Regions from separate parts of the Mus musculus genome. Here all the other regions are linked to region 1. Evidence: chromatin contacts called from public Hi-C and HiChIP or PLAC-seq data. All regions are on one chromosome and are shown on one strand. The core of a region is the stretch at or near the end of the contact, and the rest is flanking DNA. Distances in the headings are between cores, read along the strand shown. Region 1 has its middle 22 kb from the start of Gm42228. Region 2 has its middle 23 kb from the start of Fam126a. Region 3 holds the start of Fam126a (family with sequence similarity 126, member A).

The links. Hi-C and Micro-C count contacts between places; a contact is called where the count stands out from the background. HiChIP or PLAC-seq counts read pairs in DNA pulled down with a chosen protein or histone mark.
Region 2: a Hi-C map of bone marrow-derived macrophages shows a contact between it and region 1, with 30 read pairs. The contact joins two enhancer-like sites. A contact is called at or near these places in 1 of 39 promoter capture datasets (embryonic stem cells), 1 of 15 datasets of contacts at CTCF or cohesin (CD8 T cells), 27 of 484 Hi-C or Micro-C datasets (3T3-L1-derived adipocytes, B cells, the G1E-ER4 cell line and 9 more) and 10 of 115 datasets of contacts at active chromatin or transcription factors (the HPC-7 cell line, T-cell acute lymphoblastic leukemia, acute myeloid leukemia and 6 more).
Region 3: a contact with region 1 is called in an H3K4me3 HiChIP or PLAC-seq map of the 230-238 cell line, with 18 read pairs. The contact joins the promoter of Fam126a here to the enhancer-like site in region 1. A contact is called at or near these places in 18 of 39 promoter capture datasets (3T3-L1-derived adipocytes, the C10 cell line, the HPC-7 cell line and 12 more), 1 of 15 datasets of contacts at CTCF or cohesin (CD8 T cells), 15 of 484 Hi-C or Micro-C datasets (CD8 T cells, the G1E-ER4 cell line, the HPC-5 cell line and 7 more), 16 of 115 datasets of contacts at active chromatin or transcription factors (the 230-238 cell line, the HPC-7 cell line, acute myeloid leukemia and 10 more) and 4 of 9 other capture datasets (adipose tissue, liver, macrophages and 1 more).

Annotation. Positions count from the first base shown.
Region 1 is chr5:23,872,871-23,876,256 of GRCm38.p6, forward strand. It overlaps the pseudogene Gm9534. Among named protein-coding and RNA genes, the nearest start is that of Gm42228, 22 kb to the left of the region's middle. Within about 2 kb of position 1,696, at least 62 of the 459 cell types and tissues checked have an H3K27ac peak or open chromatin away from gene starts, as enhancers often do. A contact at or near this core is called in the 230-238 cell line, CD8 T cells, the N1E-115 cell line and 4 more, where this site is marked.
Region 2 is chr5:24,051,938-24,055,323 of GRCm38.p6, forward strand. No RefSeq gene overlaps it. Among named protein-coding and RNA genes, the nearest start is that of Fam126a, 23 kb to the left of the region's middle. Within about 2 kb of position 1,519, at least 44 of the 459 cell types and tissues checked have an H3K27ac peak or open chromatin away from gene starts, as enhancers often do. A contact at or near this core is called in bone marrow-derived macrophages and heart atrium, where this site is marked.
Region 3 is chr5:24,028,896-24,032,281 of GRCm38.p6, forward strand. Fam126a (family with sequence similarity 126, member A) reads right to left here and starts at 1,795. Exons shown (of 11, transcript NM_053090.3): 1 at 1,584-1,795.

The sequences.
Region 1 (3,386 bases), core at 446-2,945:
GAAGATTTCCCACTCTCCCTACAGTCATATTCATGCCATTCCCTTTATCGACATCTCCCCCACCCTGCTCTCGTTTCCTGTCCCACTTCCCTTTCTTTTCCTCGATGTCTGGATCACATTGCAAACAGATTAATTTTCACCCTAGAATCTTGTCTTAAGATAGGCTCAGGAAAGAACCAAGCTAAGGCACAGAGGAAAGGGAAAGAGAAGGGGCTAGTTCAGAAAGCACGAAGACCAAATTGCCACTTGCTCAAAATGTGAGCTCCTGGAAATCGTCACAGGTACTTACTGGTTACTCTTTCTAAAAAACTAGATGCTTGTGGAGGTGGATTAGAAATACACAACTATTTCAGAGGTACTCAGCACAGGGAAGACAAGTCCTGCAAAGTCCTGAGGAGCCAAGTAGAGCTCTGAAGGAAGGTGAGGCACAGGGGGCAAGAGGTAGGAGCTGCTTATTATACAAATGGATGTACTGCCAGGCTACTAGAAACAAAGATGACAACCAAACAACAATGGTGGAAATACAGAGAACATTGGCTTCAGTCTTATTGTATGGGAGGGGATAAAAGCAGGCTTTGTGTACAGTACCCTACTGAAATCTCACAGTATCCTGATGAAATTAGTTCTGTAATTGTTCTTACTTTGCAGAGAGGCAGAGAATATGAAATAAAGTAACTTTGAAAGTTCACATAGGCAAAACATGGAGTGGGCATACCCTTTCTATTGAGCTACCACTTATGTATTCCTCTGTCCATTTATCATCTGAATACACACCTCTACATATTGATCTTTCATCTTGTTCATAAAGTTGATCTAGTGTTTTGTTGTTGTTGTTTGTTTTTTTTTTTTTTTTGGGCTTTTCAAGACAGGGTTTCTCTGTATAGCCCTGGCTATCCTGGAACTCACTTTGTAGACCAGGTTGGCCTCGAACTCAGAAATCCACCTGCCTCTGCCTCCCAAGTGCTGGGATTAAAGGTGTGCGCCACCACTGCCCGGCTAATCTAGTGGTCTTTATCTGAAAAATAAATTGAGAAAAGTGAATACTAATCATAAGCCCATAAGAAGAAACTGAATTAATCAGGGAGATGAGCAACATTGTCAATAGGTGAAGATGGCTCTTACTTGGGAATGACGTCATGTCTACTGGCAGCGTTCCCACCCCTGTTCTTCCCCATATACATAGGGAATTTATAATTTTGAAACAAATGCTGCAGGGATCCACTCTATTATCGTGACCAAAGAGTGGCCCATCCTCCTTGACACATTTGCCTCTCTTAAGTTTTTAGAGGTTTTGGGGGAGGAATTTACAAGATGGGAAGGAGTAATTCGTCTCCCAAGATGGTAGGATAGGCTATGCAGGTCCCATGGGCATGCTGCTTGCCCTTGCCCTTCTCAGATGGAGTCCCTGAAGTTTTAATAATCCATTTAACTGTACCAAGTTACCCTGCCTGCCCCCTGAAATGTGGTCAAGCCATATGAACTCAGCTGCAGCCCACTGTTTGTATGTACACTCGCAGACAGAATATTAAGATGTGGTTAGACACATGGCCTGGAAATAATAAACGAAACACCAACATAGGAAGAGTAAACAAAATGAGAGACCTCGCTGAGTTTGCATTGCCTTGGGTGTGCAGCCTCCAAAGAAGGCTTGCTGCCTCTCTAGGAAGCACCCCGCTGTGCACTGCTGGGGTTTTTACAGCCAACAGGGGAACTAGTTGATAAACCCTGTACAGAAATAGAACCTCTACAAGAAGTGAAACCAAGTTCCATCTGAGAATGAAACCACACCCAGTCACATGAGATGCCCGTGTTGTCACCTGGCTCAGGTCACAGGGGCCAATGGGCTGGTCCAGCTGCCTCACTGCTGTGTCCTTCTCTGCAAGGGGGAGGGGGAAACACTGAGACTTAGTGGACGGATGCTGCCTTTTCTGCTGACCTTGACACCGTGTGCTCCCTGGGCTTGTCCTGAGTGTCAGTGATGTGGACAGCAGGTTTGTCTGCAGACTAGCAATGGCCCTTTCAACCTGGGTGACAGCTGCAAAGGCAGCTGTAGTGGATGTGAGTGATCAGATTAGTAAAGTGAGAGAGAGAGAGTAGGTCACCTACAGTCCTTGCAGTGCTGATAACAGTGATGGTCACCGATTTGTCGCCAGCACAGTGACATGGGAAGGAAGATGGGGGGGGGTAGGAGAGGTGGGGGAAGAGGTGAATGGGAAGAATTCTTACTGTGTCAGGCGAATAGTCACCAACCTCATTCATCTCATTTAACTCTTACAATTCTAAGAAGCTAATGGTGCTTCCGTTTTACAAACTAGAAAACTGAGGCACACAGAGGGAAACTGCTTTCTCAGGATTGCAGAGGAAGAACATGATGGAGCCAAGCCTCAAAATCCAGGCCGTCTGACTCCAAAGCTTATGGCTTCTACCACCATTGAAGAAAAGATCCCCAAATTTATTTTCAAACCTGTAATAAACTTGAGCCAAAAAATTTACCCTGAAGTCCTTTAAAAGAAGTTAACAGAGAGAAGGAAAGTTTTCTTGACCCCAAGCAGAGGACACACTGAAGTCTCATGCGGCTTTTCTTATTCTGGATGATGTTGTTGAAGCTGCAGTACATCTAAATAAGAACTGTTTAGATAGAAAGCATGATAAGGGGTTCCAGTCTGCAAGGCGAGTATTTTAGACTCCTTAATAGCTTCCTTTATCTTGGCCATCAACTCACAGGCACTACAACTGCTCAAGTATAGGGTAGCCTGAAGTGTTCAGCTCTAAGTTGGCAATTAGAACACATTGCATCAGGAGCCATGCACGCTTTGTAAATGGAGGCAAAAGACAAGCTGTCAGATCATCCCACTGTCAGAGCATCCTGCTGCACTCACCGCTTTATTAGAACGCTAATTTCTACCACCACCATCAGCAATAATCAAAGGTCACGCTGGAGGGTAATATTTTGTGGAGAATGTAGGAAGTTATCACTGGCAAGAATTTAGAAATCTTTTCATTCGCTTGTCTGGGCCTAAAACGGCTCCAGAATGTCGGTAAATGAAAATCTTCCCTCCAGAACCACGGTCTACCTGTGTATTAGGGGACAGCAGAGGTGGTCATTTCTTGGGCATTCCTTCTATGCGGAACTTTAAAAAACTGGATTTCACGAAATCCTTCCTTTCCCAAAGTGAGCTGAGAGTGAGTGTGTAGATGGACACATGTGCCAGCATGCATGCCTGTGTATTTGCCCCATGCTACAGATGAGGAAAGTTGAGTTCCAAGAGGTTAAGCCCACTGCCCCAGGACATGAAGCTGGTAAAAGATATCAGGTTTCAGCTGAATTCAATTCTAGACCTGTTTGGCTCCAAATCCCTTTCTTCTACAGACTACAATATTGCTTT
Region 2 (3,386 bases), core at 269-2,768, 180 kb after region 1:
TGCTTACTATAAAACCTTGCCTCATAGACATTCGGGGCTCCACCACCACCAAAACCGTCCTGCATGACAGCAGGCGGGGCACTGGGGTGGGTGGGGTGTGCGAGCTAGCTCGAATAGAATAAAGCCTCTGCTGTGAGTTGCATCAGATCCGCTCCTGTGTGTGTTTGGGGGATCACTAACATTTCCCTGGCTTGACACACAGTTGCTGCTTGTTCCCTCCCTGCCTGCCGCCCTGTGGAGAGTATTATCTGTGAGTGAAGGGGGAATATTTTGGAAATTTTATTTATCTCCCCAGTTAAGTATTTTCACTTGTAAGTGACCTTGTAAAGTACAACCAGAAATAGGAAAAAATAAAACAAATCTGCCTGTGGCCTTTTCCAGACCTAAAACGCAGACAAGGACAACTCTGGAAGCTCTTGTCCTTCTCCCCATGTCTGTCCCTTCTCAACCATTTCATCCCACCGTCTTCATCCAGGAGCTTTGAACCTCTCCCGACCCCTGCTATACCTTTGCCCATGTGGATCAGCTGATCCTCCAGAGCAGCGGGACAAACTGCTGTGGTTTCCCTGAACACTGCTGGCTCTGAGCAACCATAGTAAGGAGGGAGGTTTTTACCACTAAGCTCAGCAGAGTGAAACTGTGGCTTCATGGTTCACTCCGCGGCTTATGAAGAACTGTTTAGGACATTTTTTTCTGTCTCTTTATCATCTTTAACAGTGAGAAATGACAGCATTAGGAAGCATTCACTTTAAACTCTTGGACAGAAGTTCCTAGGTTTGCTTTGAGTTTTAATGTTATAGTTGGTAGTAGGTTATTTAATTTTGTCATCTTGAAGACTAACAGGTACTTTGGAGAAAGTTTATAATAAATAGCTTCTGAAGTTATTTGATGTTCTCTCTCTCTCTCTCTCTCTCTTTTTTTTAACTTTATTTGAGCACAGTGGATGTTTATGGTTTTGTGCTTTATGGGGCTGAGGCCAAAGGCCCTTACAGACAGTTTTTGAAGCAAATATTTGCCATCCACTTAGAGAACGACTCTATAAAATGTTCTTTATTGTAATTGAGATGCTCTACCAATCACAACACTGAATGTATATTATTGCATTTCTGATTCATTGAGAAAACACAAAATAATAAAAGTTTGGTTTATTCCTTCTCTACCACAATGTCAGGAATACCCATGGCAATTTATATTGTTCTTCACGAGCAAAGGAGATTATAAAATTAAGAAAAACATCCTAAATCCCATTTATTTGTGGTCATTATTAATCACTATACTTGAGCTGTTATACATAATTATAATGTATAATTATTCTAACTGCTGCATGAATATATTTTTGATTACTAGAGCGAATGCTGGCTTAATGCCAAGGACCTTGACATTCCATGGGCTGAAGGCCAAGGACACCAGCGGTTTGTTTTGTTCTGTTTTTCAAGACTTCCCCGGAGACTGCACTGAATAGATTCTACTGACCACAAATGAATGTTATATTTTTAACCTCCCTGGAAAGATATGAATATTTCTAGTAACAGGAGTCAAATTACAGACGAGCTCAAGGGCCCTGCTGCCCGTCCCATGATCCCTCGTTAGCTTCCCCTTAAACAAGCATTTGCATACGTGTGGGTATCAGAGCTCTTGGTAAAATTAACTTAGTAAACTAAAGATGTGGAGCAAAGCAGAAACATAGCTGCTAAGGGTCTCTGGAAAGACAAAAGGAAAGAAGGGCGTCACCCACCATGAGCTGGAAGGAAGGAGAAAGACCTGAGGCAGCATCACTCACTTCAAGCCTTGCAACACCATCAGACTAGAGTCTAGATATGTACTCTAAGTATTTCTGTTATAGGAAATATTAAACGAAATATGTACAACACTTAGATTTCTTATTCTGTAGCATTCTAATTATTCAGGTCTATATGCAAATTCTGTATTCATTTGATCCTTTAGCTTGTAAGCAGTCAGCAAAGGATACTGAACAAACCTGCTTAGTCATGGTGCTCAAATGCTGCAACCTTTGCATACATGTTCATGAAATGGCATTGAGATTGACTCCTGCCATAGTGCCCTGGTGGCATAGTCACTTGTTAGTTTATCTACAATTTGTTACTGAAGGGTTACTAGCTCCTGTGGCCCTGAGTGTAGTTATAGATGTTACCAGTGAAACATTTTCCTCCTTCTGTCTTCTCAAGGGAGAGAGCACAGCTAAGAGACACACACAGTCTAAGTGGAGTTTACTTAGCAATGCAAAGGGTATACACTCTGGAGAGAGAAAGCGCAGCAGGTACACCCAAAGGGGGCAGTCGGTAGCCCTCTGGTTCTTTGTGGTGGATTTTTAAGACGTTGTTGTGAATGTTCATGAGACGTGCAGAATATTTATGTAGGAAGGTGGTCCTTTTTCCTTCCCCACACTATGATGGACAGATCTCTCTCTACTAGGATATTTCTTCCCATGATTTTCTTAGAAAGGGAGGAGGTCAAGACCTCAATGTAAATATGGAAACTATATCATAATGAATTCCAGGTCTTTTGCTAGTGCATGTGTGTGCCAATTTCTGGGTTTCTAATACAATAGAAAGAATATAACTGGGCTGGAGAGATGGCTCGGTGGTTAAGAGAACCAACGGCTCTTCTGAAGGTCCTGAGTTCAAATCCTAGCAACCACATGGTGGCTCACAACCATCCGTAAAAAGATCTGCTGCCCTCTTCTGGGGTATCTGAAAACAGCTACAGTGTACCATATAATAAATAAATAAAGAAAATTTAAAAAAAAGAATATAACTGCAACATCAGAAATGCTTAACAGCCAAAGGGCTTTCAGAGGATGTAGAGACACAATTACCAACACACAAAATACAGCTACAGTTTTCTTAGTTCCCTCAAGCTTAATTTGCTGTGTAGATAGTCCAACATAAACCAAACAAGATTTTTAAGTAAGTTAAACATCAAACAAAAGTAAAACAGAAAGAAAATTGGTTCTACTCATCCTTATTCAAGCAACAAACTGAATAAAATAATGTATAAGAGATGGGTGGATAGCTCCATCCATACGTAAAGTGTCTTGCAGACACACGGACTTCAGTTCAAACCCTAGAATCCACAGTAAAAAACAAAACCAGGTGTAGTGGTACATGCTTGTAATCCAAGAGCTGGAGAAGCAGAGACAAATGGTTTCTGGTGTTTGATATTCAGTCAGCCTGGCCTTCTTAGAGTTTACATCCAATGAGACACTCAGTCTGAAAAACAAGGTCAATGGCCCCTGAGGAATGACACCTAAGGCTGTCATTTGGTCTCCACGCACACACATGAACATATGCTCACATGCACATACATATATACATAAATAACATATAAAGAAACACATAAACATAACACATAAAGAAAGTAAAATA
Region 3 (3,386 bases), core at 545-3,044, 160 kb after region 1:
ATTTTATAAAATAGAAGAATAAAAACAAACAAAAAAGTAGAAAAAGGAAAGCAGGGTCCTTCAGTATGGCTCTGGTGGTAAAAGCTCTTGCCACCAAGCCTGATGAAAGGAAAGACAGAACTCTGTCTGCATTGACCCAACCCAGTCTCCACCTGGCATGCATACCCAGAGACTGTAGCTACTGATTATTAACGGGATTTCTAATTTGTTTCTGGAAATAATGTTAATAAATCAAATGACTGTAAAATGAGTCAATTGTAGAGTCTGGTTTCTAAATACATGCTGGGCTTCCCCCTTACTACTAAAGTGAAATTATCTGAATACTTGATTTTGATACCACTCCTGACAAAGAAACCTTTCCCCTTTCTTGTCCTTCAGTGTACTTCAAAAACGTGATACAAAGAGTCATCTTATAAACCTTAAAATGTATTCACCTAAAGGGGAAAAGTGGTCACAAACGATCGGGGGTGGGGGTTGGGGGGAGGAGGCTGGTGCCATTGGCAACAGAGCAGTCCTAGGAAAACACACCTCCCAGAACTATCGCATTGTTTCAAGGTTACCCTAATCTTTGTGGCTTTATGTAGATAAAAGTTGTAACAACTGAAAACCTCAAACTGCAACGCGTGGCATGAACCACAGGGCTGGCACATCTCCTGCAAAACCTACCTTGTTACCCAAAGGACACCCAGTGTACAGAAAGCCAGTGTTACCCTGCATGCAACCAGTAGCAGTCTCTGTATCGCAGCAGCACTCCCCCTACCTGAGCAGTGGAGCCGCTGCCCGCGTGCAATAGCGTTTTATCCCAGAAGCGATTCAGTGCAGTGCAAAACCACTAGGGCCAAATTCTTCAGGAACCTCTAAACTCTAAAGGTACAAAGCAAACACATGCACGCTGCAGGGCAGAGACCCAGTTTTGCTGAAGCTTGCAAACCTGGGGTGTTTTCGTGCGGGGAGGGGGGGGGCAAGGAAGGAAAAAAGAACGAAAGGAAGAAAAGAAAGAAAAAAGAAAGAAGCTTACAAAAAAACAAAAACAAAAAACCGTTCAGTGGACAGAAAACCCTGTCGATCCTCGAGGGCGGTCACAGCAGCCGCAGAAGAGGCAGAACTCCAGGGTCCAGCGCGGCGCAGGCAGAAGAGGAGCTCTCCTGGTGGTGGACAGACAGACCGGTCTGGCACTCCGAACCCCCAGCCCCACGGGATTCAAGACCCGAGCGAGCACCGCTCTGAAGAGCACCGGGTCTGCGGAGCCAGCGTGGGCGGCGAGGCCAGGCTTTGGGCGGCGCGGACGGGTGGGCAGTGGCCATAGGCTACGGTGGGCTCTGTGCTAGGCCGACCCTGGGGCACCCCCAGCTCATCGCCCAACCGGGAACGGAGCCTCGTTCACAGCGGGCAGCCGGCCGCGGCCAACTTAGGGTTCTCGGGCCGCGCCTCGCGCGGGAGCCGTTACCCGCAACGGGCCGCCGCCCCAGGACGAAGTCCTACCCGCCGCCGGCAACAGCTTCAGCCCCGCTCCTCCCAGACCAAAGAAAGTTCTCGGTCTCCCGGCGCCTCAGGGGCCGGCGTACGGCTCGCGGCAGACTCACCAGAGCAGCTCCGGACCTACCGCGGCCTCCCCCCACGACCACGGCGACCACGGCGACCACGGCGACCGGGCGACTGCGCTCCGCCGGCAGCCGCGCCACCTGCCCCTCTCCTTCTAGCAGCACGAGTCCGGGCGAGCCATCTTCCCTCCTCTCTCTGACTGACAACCCAGCCCGGACAGCCGCCACTGCCGCCAGCCTCTCTGACAGGCACCACCAGAGACCCGTCCCCAAGCAGCCAACCACCACCGTCCCACACTGGATCAGCCTATCACTGACCCCCAGGGTGGGCCCAGAACAACTTCTCCACCAATGAGAATCTGAAACTATTGATGGGGGGGGGGCGATTTGAGTGGGCGTGGTCTGCGCGATGGGCGTGGTCCGGGAACGCCCAGGGGAGACGATTGACTGTGTGGTTAGTGGTGACAACTAAGAAGTTCCATGAAGGTCTCAGGATCTCTCTGAGCCCTTTAGACCTTAAGTCTTACCAGATGCTTTAAAACGTAATCAGAAAAGGACAGCAAGCTGATATTCAATTACTCGAATCATTTCCCAAAAGTATATCAAAATTTGACCGGATTCTGGGGGGTGTGTGTGGGGTGTGTGTGTGTGTGTGTGTGTGTGTGTGTGTGTGTGTGTCTGTGTGTGTGTGTGTGTGTCTGTCTGTCTGTCTGTCTGTCTGTCTGTCTGTCTGTGTCTGTGTGATTTCGGAAATAGCAATTAAAATACTACCTTTTCTTATGTTCATTGCTTTTGACTTTAGCCTTGAAAATTTCAAATATGGTGTCTAAAAGACAACTGAAGAGTTAAAAAAAATATTACTGCTTTTGCACCCATGTGGAAGCTCACAACCTCTATAACTTCAGTCTCAGGGGATCAGTAGCCCTCTTCTGGCCTCTGCCCTCATCCAGGTACACATGCACCTAACACACACACACACACATAAATTAAAAGAATTTTAATAGTAAAAGGGAGGATGGAGAGTTGGCTCAGAGCTTAAGAGCACTTGCTGATCTTCCAGATGAATGGGGTTCAGTTCCCAGCACCCACATCAGGACTCTAGTACAGCAGATCTGACACTTCTGGCCTCGAAGGTATCTGCACACATATGGTACACATACATACATACACACTCAGCCATACATATATACACATTAAATAAATAAATATTTTTCTTTAGAAAAAAATTAAGTATATTTCTCTACTTTTTTCCATAAGCCATTTTTCGTCTTCCACACCTACTTATCCTACAGATAACGTTTTATATATATATATATATATATATATATAGCCAATACAGCATATGCTCCGAGCTCCCCCTATTACAACCCTCTCAACTCAAATCTGGTTGAATTAGAAAGAAAGAGAGAGAGAGAGAGAGAGAGAGAGAGAGAGGAAGGAAGGAAGGAAGGAAGGAAGGAAGGAAGGAAGGAAGGAAAGAAAGAAAGAAAGAAAGAAAGAAAGAAAGAAAGAAAGAAAGAAAGAAAGAAAGAAAGAAAGAAAGAAAGAAAGAAAGAAAGAGAGGAAGAAGGCAAATTTCAACCTGGAAGAAAGGAAGTCATTCTAAGTTAATGCTAGAGATGACAAAATGTCTCCCAAAACACTAAGCAAGTTTTTAAAACATACCAAAGAAATAATAAGCACATATTATATACATATACACATACACATATACATATATATATATTGAACATTGTATATACATATGTATATACATACATGAAGTCAACCAGGCCATGTTGTTAGGCTTCATTAAGCACATTGCAAAAACAAGATGATGGTGTTAAATCCAACACAACCATGCCC